2 separate regions of the Gossypium hirsutum genome follow, and region 1 is linked to region 2. A link is a contact called in public Hi-C data. All regions are on one chromosome and are shown on one strand. Each heading gives the region's core, a stretch centred on a gene start, on an enhancer-like site or on the middle of the called end of the contact. The rest is flanking DNA. Distances are from core to core; before and after follow the strand shown. Region 1 holds the start of LOC107936334 (ACT domain-containing protein ACR4). Region 2 overlaps LOC107936264 (ATP-dependent Clp protease proteolytic subunit 5, chloroplastic).

Region 1 (6,530 bases), core at 3,207-5,706, 290 kb before region 2:
CAATTCCGTCACTCAACTTTCAAAAAATAATAAATCAGTCATTTTAACCATTTTCTATTACAGACGTAACGGAAAGATGACTTGTTATCCTATTATGTAAACGACCCCAATTTAAAACCGTAGCTAGGCTAGGCAGTAAAATAAAAAGAAGAAGCAGAGAAGAAAAAGAAAAAGAAGAAGAAGAAGAAAATAAGAAGAAGAGGAGGAGAAGAAGAGAAAAATTCTAGAGTGGTTCATCAGCAACATGAGGTTATGGATCACGGCGACAGCGGTGAAGTAAGCTTCAATCTTATTTTCCAAAATATGTTTCGATCTTCCTCTCCATCATCCTTTTCATGACCCTCTGCTTTATTGATTTGTAACATTTTCTCATATAACCAAAAGAAACCATTACAAATGCCAATATTGACTACTAAATAGTTCTTTTAAAGCTGAGAATGTTCATTTGGATGCAATACAAGCACATTTTAGTGAACTGACATGAGAGGTTCTTTTTCCGTCTTTTTTCCCAAAGATGGTGACAAATATTTGAATCATTCTTATCAAAAGTTCCAAATAAATTGGAAGTACCTAAAGATGTTTAACCCTATGTTTGCATTTATAGAGCAATAATTAGTATAAAGCTTTTCAAAAACAATTCAAAAGATTTTATTAAAAGCTTATCCACTTACTTATAGCAAGATGGGAATTAGCCCAACACAGAGAGCAAGAATTCCTCCTTGCTCAACAATCTTTAGACCAGTTGCTAGTACGCCTATTTTGCTTGTCTGGACTTGCAATTGCAATTGTCTTCTCACAACCTCAAATGGGTAAGTAGCAACTTTGGCACAAGCACCAGCAATAGCTCCATATAGTAATGTCCTCAATGGTCCCAACTCTAGCTAATCCAAAGCATTCAGTTCCTACCCCATTTATCTCATGTTCTGAATTCTTTTCCTACCCTTCGAATCCGGACGGGGAGAGATTGAAAGGTAGAGAAGGAGATAAAAGAGATTGATGGTAGGGTGAAGTAGATCACCATATTTAAAAACAGAGATTATTTGGATGGAAAAGAAGAAGTGTAATCATATTGGGCCATTTATTAAATGAAAAAGGAAGGACGAAAAACAAAACAATCACTCAACTTTGCCTCAACCAACGTGGCAAGTTAAATGGCCACGTCAGCTATCCCATTAAGCTTGTGACGGAAAATGTTAATGGGTGACTAATCTGTCACTTTTCGATAACATTAGTGACTGATTTCTTATTTTTTAAAAATTGGGTGACTGAATTGAAATCAGAGTGACTGTTTTGTTAGCTGCATCAAAGTTGAGATATTGTTGGTATAATTTACCCTAAAATAGTTGGTGCAAAGAGAAAAAAAGGGATCGCGGCGCGGTCAAGAAGTATAGGTGGCAAAACAGATGTTGTTGTGTTCTTCGTCGGCAGCAATCAGAAGGATATCAGTATCGTGGCTGATTATGGCTAACAATTCTAACTTCAAATCCCACCCTCTCTCGTTCTGGTACTACTAAACCTTCTTATTTCTTCTTTTATTTTTTTCTCTTTTATTTGCTCTGACATCCATCATCCAAACCCTTAATAACCAGATGATGCTGCTTTGGCGTTAGAGAGCTCCACTAAAAGACCTAGAACTATGAGCACCCATTCCTCCCTCAAGGACGCCTTTTCTTCCTACGCTGATCACCTCAATGCCCTCGTAATTTTTCCTCCTCCTTTTTCTCCATTTTTCACTTTTATTTTTGCTTATTTTACCTTGGCTCGCATTACTTCTCTCACAATTTTAGATGAATATTCAGATTTTATGGGATTTTAGGTCTTTAAAATGGTGAATATCTTGATCTACAATATGAAATTTAATTATACCCAATAGACCATAAACTCACGAACTGGCTTGGAGAAAAAAAAAGTGTGGACCCAAAACCGATACAAGATCGTTTGTTCTAGCAGTGAAGCTTGTTTTGTCGTTGGATGCTTGCAATGTGTGGATATATGTTCTCCAAAACGTTCAAAGTTTCTTACATGTATAAGCTGTAAAGTTCCCTTGCATAATGGAGTTTTCTCTTTTGCATGTATTTACTTGACTACCAAAGATGCTTTCATATGCACTGACTAATCAACACAAAGCGTTTTTTGTAGAATGAAAAACGCGAAAGGATTGTAAAAGCCAGTCGTGATGTAACTATGAATAGTAAAAAAGTCATATTTCAGGTGCACAGGTAATGTTGCCGATTTTCAAGACTTCAATGATGATAATTTTACTTACTATTGCTGCTGCCTATTTGTGTGGTTCTTGATTGCAATTAGTTCATTCAAATACGTTGTTCAACTTGCAGTTATTTACTATTCTGTTTTCTTTACCTGTATGGTTAAATGAATTATTTTAATTCAGTTCATATGATATGTTACTTTGCTTTTGGTTTAATCTTGATGACAGAATCAGTAAAGCCAACAGAGAGGAAGTTTTGGAAAAGGCCGAAAAGGATTTAGCTGCAGTGAGAGATCAGCATATTTCCCGACTGGTGAAAGAGTTGCAAGGGACTGATTTTTGGAAGCTACGGCGAGCATACTCTCCGGGGGTTGCATCTTTTTCTTCTTATACTTTTGTGCCAAAGAGAAACTACCGAGTTGACTTATCATGCTTGTTTCTTGGCAGGTACAAGAGTACGTTGAAGCTGCAACATTCTTCAAATTCTGCCAAACCGGAACTCTTTTGAATCTTGATGAGATAAATGCTAGTTTACTATCACTTAGTGATCCATCTCTTGAGCCTTTGCAAATTAACCTCCTTGACTATCTCTTAGGGGTAGATGCCTCAATATTATGCTATTTACTTTTGAAGGCAGAGGCTGATGAAAACATTTGATGCTAATTTTTTTTGTATATCCTTATATCCTTTGTTCAAATATTGCCTACTTATTATTCTCAGCATACATGCATACATACATACAGATTTCTGACACACTGAACCAACGCATACGCTCACACAATGTGCATTGTGATGGAAGAATGTTTACTCTTCTTTTACAGCTAGCAGATTTGACTGGAGAGCTGATGCGGTTAGCAATTGGTCGAATATCTGATGGTGAAGTAGAATATTCTGAGAGAATATGCCAGTTTGTACGTGATATTTACAGGGAATTGACTCTTCTTGTCCCACTTATGGATGACGGTTCTGACATGAAGACAAAGATGGATACAATGCTCCAAAGTGTTGTGAAAATAGAGAATGGTAATATTGATGCTGGTTTTCTTGCCCTTAAATACAAAATCTTCTTATAGCATATTATGAAAGATTTCTTCATTAAGCTAATGAATATGCAATGCCAAGAGTTCCACGAGTTTCTTGTTTTTGTATGTGCTATGAATACCTAAAGAGTTTTAAGAGACTTGACAGTAATTCACGCAAAACTTGTACCCACATGATAGTTCTTTTGCTGGATCTCTTATATGGGTTCTTTGTTGCTTGCAGCATGCTTTAGTGTTCGTGTGAGAGGATCAGAGTACATTCCGCTTCTAGGGTCCAGCGATCCAAGTTCTTTCTTAGTGGGAGTATCTGATGGGGAATTATGAAAGTAACTTGTGCTTCTCGTAGCTTCTTTTGCCTTGTATTGTTTTAATCACCATATATACAGGATACCATTAGCTTCATTTACTTTCATTCCTGCAGTTGTTGACCGGAGGAGATGTTTCCTGCTCAAGATTCAAAGGTTTGGGAGTAGTTGAGGAAATGTTTGCACCAATATTGAAAGATCTTTGAGGCATTTTTGGACTGCACTTTGTTAAAGTTGATGTAACTAACTTGCATGCTAGACTCTTCAAATTCTTCATGGGATTAAAAATCATCTATCGTCTCTTTGAGATCTTTCATATGGCCATTGGCTATTTGCTCATTTAGTTGATGGGAAGTTGACAATGAAGCTGAGAAATAGAAAACTTTTGAAATATGTGTTGACAGAATAAGCAATTTAGGAATCTGATACATCCATTCTTTTCTGTGTGAGAACATGTTTGCTTTATAAATACAAAACTAGGCTTCTTTAGTTGGTGGGCTTTTTGTACACTCAGCTCAGCTCTACGAACATCGGGTTGAGCATGTCTTTAACCATATTAGCAGTCTATTTGGAAAAAAGGCCTGGAAACAAAGCGACAGGCCTCAGAGACTTCAAATTGGGGCTCTTCCAATTACATAAATCTTGCAAATACTAATTTGTAGAATTAGTTTGTCATTTAGATTTTTATTTTATTTTATCAATTCAACTGTAAAACGGTGAGTAACATGATCAAAGGTGAAAATCCATTAACGGAGTATTTATGTTCTATGTGTAAGTATTTGAGTCGCTTATAAAAGAAATAAGATGAAGATACTAGAAAGCATATAAAACAATCCAGATCTAATTTAGAGCTAAAACCTTAAAAAACCAAGGAAAGATACTGACAGCTAATTAGAAACAACCGCAGTTTTATCCACACACCTTGGAAGATCAACCGCCTCTTAAATCTCAACCTCCTTAATTTAAACACGTGGCTTAATTATTTAATTACTCCCTAAATATATAAAAAAGAACCAAGTGCATCTTAGCACTCCCTCCTATCCCATCCCATCCCATCCCTGGTTCTTTTAAAATACGCAGCATTGCTAAATTACGCCCTTCTCTATCAAAGGCAGCAACTTTTAGAAAAGAAACAAAGAAAGAGCGAGTCTTGCTTTTAGAGCTCGCAGGTTTTTCGAGTATCGTGTCGTTGTGTATCTGATTCTCATGATTCATGAATTATTATTATTTTTGTAATTTTTTTAATGTTTTGTTACCTTAATGAGAGTGGGGAATTCAGGGGAGGGGGCTCTAAAGATTCCTTTTTATTTTTTTAAAAGTATGTAAATAAAGTTGTGCATTCTACATTTGTGATTCTCTGATCATTCATATAATTGCAAAGACAGAGTAAACAAATACCCTTTTTTCTTGTTGAAGGGAGAATTAAAAAAGCAAGAGAGGAACATTGGTTAATCCAAGATCTCAAATTTCTCAAAAGAAACTATAATGGGTAAGCCCCTTTTGATCTATCTCCTCTGTCTTATTCCTTTTTATTCTCTCTTCCACACTGTGGGTTTTGTTGACATTGAGAATTTTCAGTGTTTTTAGAGCTAGAATCTTATGCTGTGCTCTTTGTGCTTGATTTTCTTCTACTTCTTTTCCCTTCTTTTTCAAGTTTCTCAATGTTTTTTTTTTGTGGTGGAGATTGGGAATACTTGTACCTTCTTTCTCTCTCACCCCTCCTCTTTTTCTTCATTTTCAACAAATCCTTTATTTTTGACTTGCCCAAAGTAAGTCCTTTTAAGGTTTTGCATTTTTTTTACCCCTTTTTCTTTCTGATTTCTCATTGGTGCTCTTATTTCCAAGTACTACCCTTAGTTTCTTTCATTGGCTGATTTTTGTTTTCTCGTTTCTAGAGATGAACATGAGCTTTTCACATGACATGGGTGATGAATATGAAAAATTCATTAGAAGAATGAATCCGCCCAGGTAAGCTAAAAATTCATCTTCTTTATCTGTACTTCGATCAAGAGTTTTGAGAAACATCAAGTGATATTTACTTATCTTTCTTGTCAGGGTTGTGATTGATAATGAAGCTTGCAAGAATGCAACTGTGATAAGGGTATGGCTGTCTGATTTTGTGTTGCTCTTTTTTTCTTTTTTAAACGGTACCTTTTGATACTTATCCCATATCATAATGCAGGTTGACTGTGCAAACGAACATGGAATCCTTCTTGAAGTTGTACAAATCCTGACTGATCTTAACCTTATCATTAATAAAGCCTACATATCTGCTGATGGCAATTGGTTCATGGATGGTAACATATCTCGTCTTCTTACTTTTGGACTTGTCTAGTAAATTGATTCTCATTTTTTGCTTTTGGTTTTTGCAATACCAGTTTTTAATGTTACTGATCAAGATGGAAACAAAATCACAGATGAAGGTATTCTAGATTATATTACAAAGGTAAGCACTTCAAATTTGTAATTGATTTTCGTGCTTTTTTTTTTATAATGCCTATCTGATTGTTTGTGCGTTTTTTCTTCAGTCTCTGGGGCCAGAATCTTGCTTCACATCTGCAATGAGATCTGTTGGGGTGAAGCAAACAATGGACCACACTGAAATTGAGTTAACAGGGAGTGACAGACCAGGGTTGCTATCTGAATTAAGCGCGGTCCTTAAGCATCTTAAATGCAATGTAGTGAATGCCGAAGTATGGACACATAACACCCGTGCTGCAGCTGTGATACAAGTGACCGATGAGGAAACAGGAACATCAATTACCAACCTAGAAAGGCTATCTAGGATAAAGGAACTTCTTTGCAATGTACTTAAGGGAAGCAACAAATCTAGTTTAGCCAAAACCATAGTTTCTCATTCGGTCACACATACTGATAGAAGGCTTCACCAAATGATGTTTGCGGACAGGGATTATGAACAGACCGGTGATGATGTTTTGGAGGACAGGCAAAGGCCGAATGTGGATGTTGTGAATT
Region 2 (5,962 bases), core at 2,560-5,059:
CCTTGATAGAAAAATAAACAGTACATAAAGCAAATTCTTTAAAACCTATATATTGATTCTTACTTGATTCAAGAATTGTTTAATGGTCAAATCTTATAGATGGAGCTTGAGCTTTTCCAACTTCTTTCTTCACCAAATATGTAAACCAATACTAGCTAACTTAACAAACTAACTTCCAAACCATTATAAACAGACTTAAGTGAACCAACTTCAACACCTTTAACAAATTGTTTACTAGCATTTAGCCATATACTTGAATAACACTAATAATGTTATAGACTTTTGAAGGTTATGAGTTTGAGAATATTCAAGCTTGTCATGGCCTCTTTCAATTAATATAATAAAAAATCGATAAGCTAAAAATATAAGAATCTAATGGTATGATGCAATAAATGATTTCAGAATACAATGAACCTAATTTTTAATTTTTTATTAATAATTAAAAAGAAAAAGCATTAACTTGTATAAAGTAATGGCTAGAGATTTTATCATGAATTTAGATGATACAAAATTGAAATTTTATTACTTTCTTTCCTCAACCCAATATTATATATATAAAATAATATTTGAAGAGTGAGATATCTACAGGTAAAATCATATAGCATTTATCATGAAAGATCAGAGCCCGTTGACCCTCCATCTCCAACAAGACAATTCAACCCCAAAACTGCTGCCCCATTTTTTAAAGAAATTTTCTATGTATCATATTTATGATCAATCTCATGTACAAATACACATATGCTAAACGCTAGCCAAGTGGCATTTGATAAGAGTGGATTTTTCTCCCAATAAAGTAATAATGCATCATATTTTTGCTCACATAAATTGTAAGGAGATTAAATTGTCCAAGGGGACACATGGACCTTCCATAGTGCGAGTACTTTAGTAGGAGCCTAGTAGGTTTTCTTCTATTTTCGCTTAACCCTATTGTAGTGACCCTTGATTATTTTTTTATTCTCGCCATCACTTTTAATATCTAAATTTCATGATCAAATTGATTTTAAGATTATAAGCTCATCTCATACCTTATTTGGTTCGAATAACTTATAAGTTTTTAGAATATGTAGATGAAATTTTTTATTTAAAAATACATTTATAAAAAAAAAGATTAACATAAAAGTAGTACCTAAACTTGTCCACTTCTCCCAAATTGGTACTTAAGGTTTTTTTTGTCCCAAATTGGTATGCGAACTTTTTTTCCATCAACTAAATCGGTACCTGAGCCTAACGCCGTTAAGTTTAGGACACGTGGTAAAATAATATTGTGACATGTGGCATATGAAGACGACGACTCATCGGGCTCCGACTCCGACCATTCCCCTCCGCTGTCACTTCCCGCCAATTCCAAACCCCAAATGAAGGAGACATTGTCATCCCCTCTCCCTCCACCTCCTGTTTCTCTCCTCCACCCTCCCAATTCCGTTGGTAATTCAAACTACAACAAATTTCTCATTATTTTCTTTTGCTAAAATATTTTACTCTTTTTGCTCATCAACCATTTCTTTTTCTTGATAATGAAAAAAGAATCTTTGGATTACTTACAAACTGGTCAGCCCAGTAGAGTGAGAAGCTTCCCTCACATCGAAGGTAATTATGCTTTGCACATTTACATTCCAGGTTCTTTTTTTGAATGACCACATTTCTTTACTGATAATATTGAATTGAATGAATGCCTTTTTTTATTTACTTTGTTAATTATTTTAGTTTTTATACCATCTATGTCAAAGAAAGAGAGAGGTCAGTTTTTGAAGAGAATTTCATCCTTGGTTACCAATCTCCATGTTGTGGATATTGATGTTCCATTGAATACATTGTGTAAAGAAGAACATAAACTTAAACAAGTGGCATTAGGAAGGGAATTCTGTATAAGTTTATGAAGGACAGTTCCTATTAGAGTTCACCAAATTGACTCTATTGTAACAATGCTTCGCTAGAAACTTCAATTTCAAAAGCGGTTTGATGTTATTCTTTACTATTATTATGCTTAGTTCCATTGTTAAAAAAGAAGAAGGAATCTTTGGGTTTTCTTACTTATGATTCAAGGATATGGTTTTGATCTTTGTTCTTATAACATAATACCTCCATTAATATATCTCTAAGAACTACAAAATCATAAACACTTTGACATTCTGAAAAGAGAAAAATTCCAACCACATCATAATTTACACACTGTTCTGATTTTTTTTAAAATAAAAAAAATACTGAAACTCTATCTATCCACTAGACAAATATTGAAAGTCAAGATACAAGTAAAATAACTAAAACTTAAATTTATGAAAAATACAAATACCTTCTATTTAAATAAGAGTTAGTGTTGAGTCAGGTACAGTTAGGTTAGCTTTTTTTTTTTTTTTATTTTCTGAATTGTTTGTTATAATTTATTTTTTTATCTTTACATTTAACTTTAGGTTTAAAAATTTTAAACTATAATTTGATGAAATGATTTATTTAGTAAAAAAATAAAAAAATATATTTTTAATTATTTTACTACTTTAAATATAATATATTCTAAAAACTAAAAATCAATTTAAATTTAATAAAAATAAAATTAATTTTCTAAATCAAAACCATCCACAGGTTTTTTTACCTAAATAATTCAAAAAATAAAATTAATAACTGAAATGGTATGACTATAAGATTATTTACCAAAATGGTATAATTTTACTGGTGCCGCCTGTCAAATTGGCGGCACCAGACTGAAATGTAATGATTTAAAGTATTCATTGATATGTTATGCAATTTTCCATTTAGAATGGCTGCTGAAAAAAAGGGAAAGGGTGTGGCGGCACCAAACTTTAAATATGGCTAATTGCCTTATAAGCTCTCCTTATTTATTATTTTCTTTTTATTCCCTTTCAACTCACTATATTGTGTTTAAACAAGCCCTTAACCTATTTTTGTAGTTAAATAAGCCCTTATCTTATGGTTTTTACTCATAAAAGCCCTTTATTTTAATATTAAAGTAAATATATATATTTTGAATTTCAAGCTCTTACCTTAATTATTTGTTGATGCAATAAAAATTATATACACTTTAACATCAACATAAAATCTAAAAAAAGTAATCAAAAATTTCAAAAGAGTAGTTAAGAATATCATGTATATAAGCACTCTCAAGAAATTTAAAAATTTTAATTTTTTATTTAATAAATTATTCTCATCAAATTCAGATCAATATAAAATGTGAATTAGTTTATATTTTTTTAAATAGCTTTACTTTGGGTAAAATATATTTACTTTAATATTAAAATAAAGGGCTTTTATGAGTAAAAATCATAAGTTAATGGCTTATTTAACTTCAAAAATAAGTTAAGGGCTTGTTTAAACACAATATAGTGAGTTGAAGGAAAATAAAAAAATAATAAATAAGAAAGACTTACAAGATAATTATCCATATTTAAAGTTTAAGTGCACTCGCAATGTCAGCGGTATCTTTTTCCTTTTTTTAGCACCCATTCTAAATAGAAAAATTACATAACAGATCTTTGAATACTTTAGATCATTACATTTCAATTCGATGCCGCCTGTCAACAATAAAATTATACTATTTTGGTAAATAATCTTATGGGCATATAATTTCAGTCATTAATTTTATTTTTTATATTGTTTAGATAAAAGAGGCCCATCCACAACATCCCCGACTTAACTTCTGGATCCTTTTCCATTTGAGTTTGTAAATAATTTAAACCCAGATCAAAATTTTAGGGAATAGAAAGGCAAGTTTCAATGTGTTGTGATCTTATCCATGGACATTGTCTGTCTGGTGGGCGCAGTGCATTGTTACAACACAATGCACAACTTTGTTACAGAGTTAGATGTCAGCACTGCCACAATACGCCCACTTTTTCTTTTCATCTTTTCTCCCGGTTGGGCACGTTTAAGCTCATACAAGTGCCAAAGCAGGGGTCTTGTCTTATCCAATTAATTCAAGTATTAGTTATAAGCATAGGCATAACGGTTTTTTCACTTTAATAATAGGAACGGGCCGGAAAATAAATTATTTAGAATGGTTCACGGGATATGAATATAAAAATAAATAATTTAATAATAAAATAAAAATATTATAATTTTCAAAAGGGGTGTCGTCATATAAGGGAGTCGCATCCCCTTTTCACATGCCATTTTACTTCTTTATTAAATTTTTTTAAAAGTTTTATGTTTATATTTTTTAGTTTTTATTATTTTATTTTATTTAATGAAAAAAGTTAAATTTTTTTAATTCCTAAATTTATAATTTTTAAATATTTTATAATCATAAAATTTTGAATATTTAAAATATTTAACAAGCTGATAAGTTTTTTTTCTAAAATTGATTAAAAACATTAGGGTAAACTACCTAAATAGTCACTCAAGTTTTTTAACAACTTTCTGTTTTCGTTATCGAATTTTTTAATATTTATAAAAAATGATTGAGTTGTTTTATTTTTTAATTTATATTCTTAATTTCTAAATATTTAGAATAATGTACGAGTTGATAATGTGTAAACGTTGAGAGTGAAATGTATTGAATTTTTTTTAGAAATAGAATATGTAAAAATATTAAGGGCTAAATTTGTTATTATACCAATAAAAAGAAGGTGACATCGGTATTTTGTTTTGTGACCAAATACATTTTAACATTAGAGTAACTAGAATTGGAAATTTACCTAAGAGTGGAGAAATTAACAAAAAAAAAAAATTCAGTGACTAAAGTAAGAACTCACTAAAAAACTTGAGTGATTATTTAGGTACTTTACCCTAATGTTTTTATTTCAATTTTACTAAAATTTTATCGGTTTGTTCATTATTTTAAAATTTCAAAATTTATAACTATAAATGCCAAAAAATGTATAAAATTAAGAAATTAAAAAAAATTATCCTTTTTTATTAAATAAAATAGAATTATAAAATACAAACATATAAATAAAAACATATAAAATTTGTTTAAAAATATAAAATATAAAAAGTAAAATAACGTGTGAAAAAGGAGCGTTGTTCCCTTGTTTGGCGACACCTCTTCTGAAAATTAAAATTGTATTTATTTGTATTTTATTTATTTTTATTAAAATATTATATATTATGGGTAGTATCGCCTGACACATTGACAATGCTGCCTTATTGTTCAAACGATCTATTCTCATAAATAATTTACTTTTCACTTCATTTCCATAATTATTTATTTTTCATATTATTAATTAAAAAAACCATAAACATTTGCTTAAAATTAATTCACAATTTTTTTTAAAATTATTCAAGTATTATTATTTAAATTTGAATTAAATATTATTATTAGTAGAATATTCAAATTTGTAGAAAACTCAAATTTAACATTTTCCAATCACATCTTGGAAATCCAAATCTAAATATTAAAATTAAAATTTTAAAAATAATATTTAATCAAACAAAAGAATTGAATTTTAAGTAAAATTTATTCGTAACAATAAATAAATGCAAAATAAATTACCAGAATTAGTTAAATAACAATTCAAACAAATTAAACATAACAATTTCACAACAATTTAAATTTACCTAACAACTTAAAAAATAAGAATTCTAAACCAATTGTAATTGTCAGTTCCATGTTTAGGGTTTTAGTTTACATATTATTGTATAAAAATGTACATTATAATATCATACTTATATATAAAGTTACATTTCATTAATAATCTACCCTAATTAGAAATAACACCTCTTTAACATAAGTGAAGATTTTTCCTTCTCTTTGCTAAAAATAAGTTTGGGACTGGCTAAACATTACCGACTAAATTAATTTATTACTAACTCATATACTAAAACATGTGTAAAAAATGATACTCATTACCAATCGTGGCATTAGGGTTTAAACTTACATATAAGTAATATAAAAATATGCATTATAACAACCAAGTTGTATATAGTTTTAATAATCATTAATAATCTAACTTAATTATATAATGCTAATTGTATATATTGTAATCTACTATAAAATTAGCTGGACATTTAA

What was found. A called contact is a pair of places that touch in the nucleus more often than the background predicts.
Region 1: a Hi-C map of leaf shows a contact between it and region 2, with 4 times the contacts expected there. The contact joins the promoter of LOC107936334 here to the enhancer-like site in region 2. A contact is called at or near these places in 2 of 34 Hi-C or Micro-C datasets (both in leaf).

The regions. Positions count from the first base shown.
Region 1 is chrD02:47,445,417-47,451,946 of Gossypium_hirsutum_v2.1, reverse strand. It overlaps LOC107936334 (ACT domain-containing protein ACR4), which reads left to right and starts at 4,456. Exons shown (of 9, transcript XM_016869053.2): 1 at 4,456-4,723; 2 at 4,971-5,043; 3 at 5,450-5,522; 4 at 5,610-5,655; 5 at 5,737-5,851; 6 at 5,933-6,000; 7 at 6,083-6,530. The coding sequence starts at 5,040. LOC107936360 (translin-associated protein X) reads left to right here and starts at 1,362. Exons shown (of 8, transcript XM_016869080.2): 1 at 1,362-1,504; 2 at 1,611-1,699; 3 at 2,140-2,219; 4 at 2,438-2,579; 5 at 2,657-2,806; 6 at 3,031-3,232; 7 at 3,473-3,575; 8 at 3,671-4,043. The coding sequence starts at 1,637. The coding sequence ends at 3,573.
Region 2 is chrD02:47,156,483-47,162,444 of Gossypium_hirsutum_v2.1, reverse strand. It overlaps LOC107936264 (ATP-dependent Clp protease proteolytic subunit 5, chloroplastic), which reads left to right. Exons shown (of 12, transcript XM_016868964.2): 12 at 589-1,965. The coding sequence ends at 714. Among protein-coding and RNA genes, the nearest start is that of LOC121215010, 5.3 kb to the left of the region's middle. Within about 2 kb of position 3,809, at least 2 of the 9 cell types and tissues checked have an H3K27ac peak or open chromatin away from gene starts, as enhancers often do. A contact at or near this core is called in leaf, where this site is marked.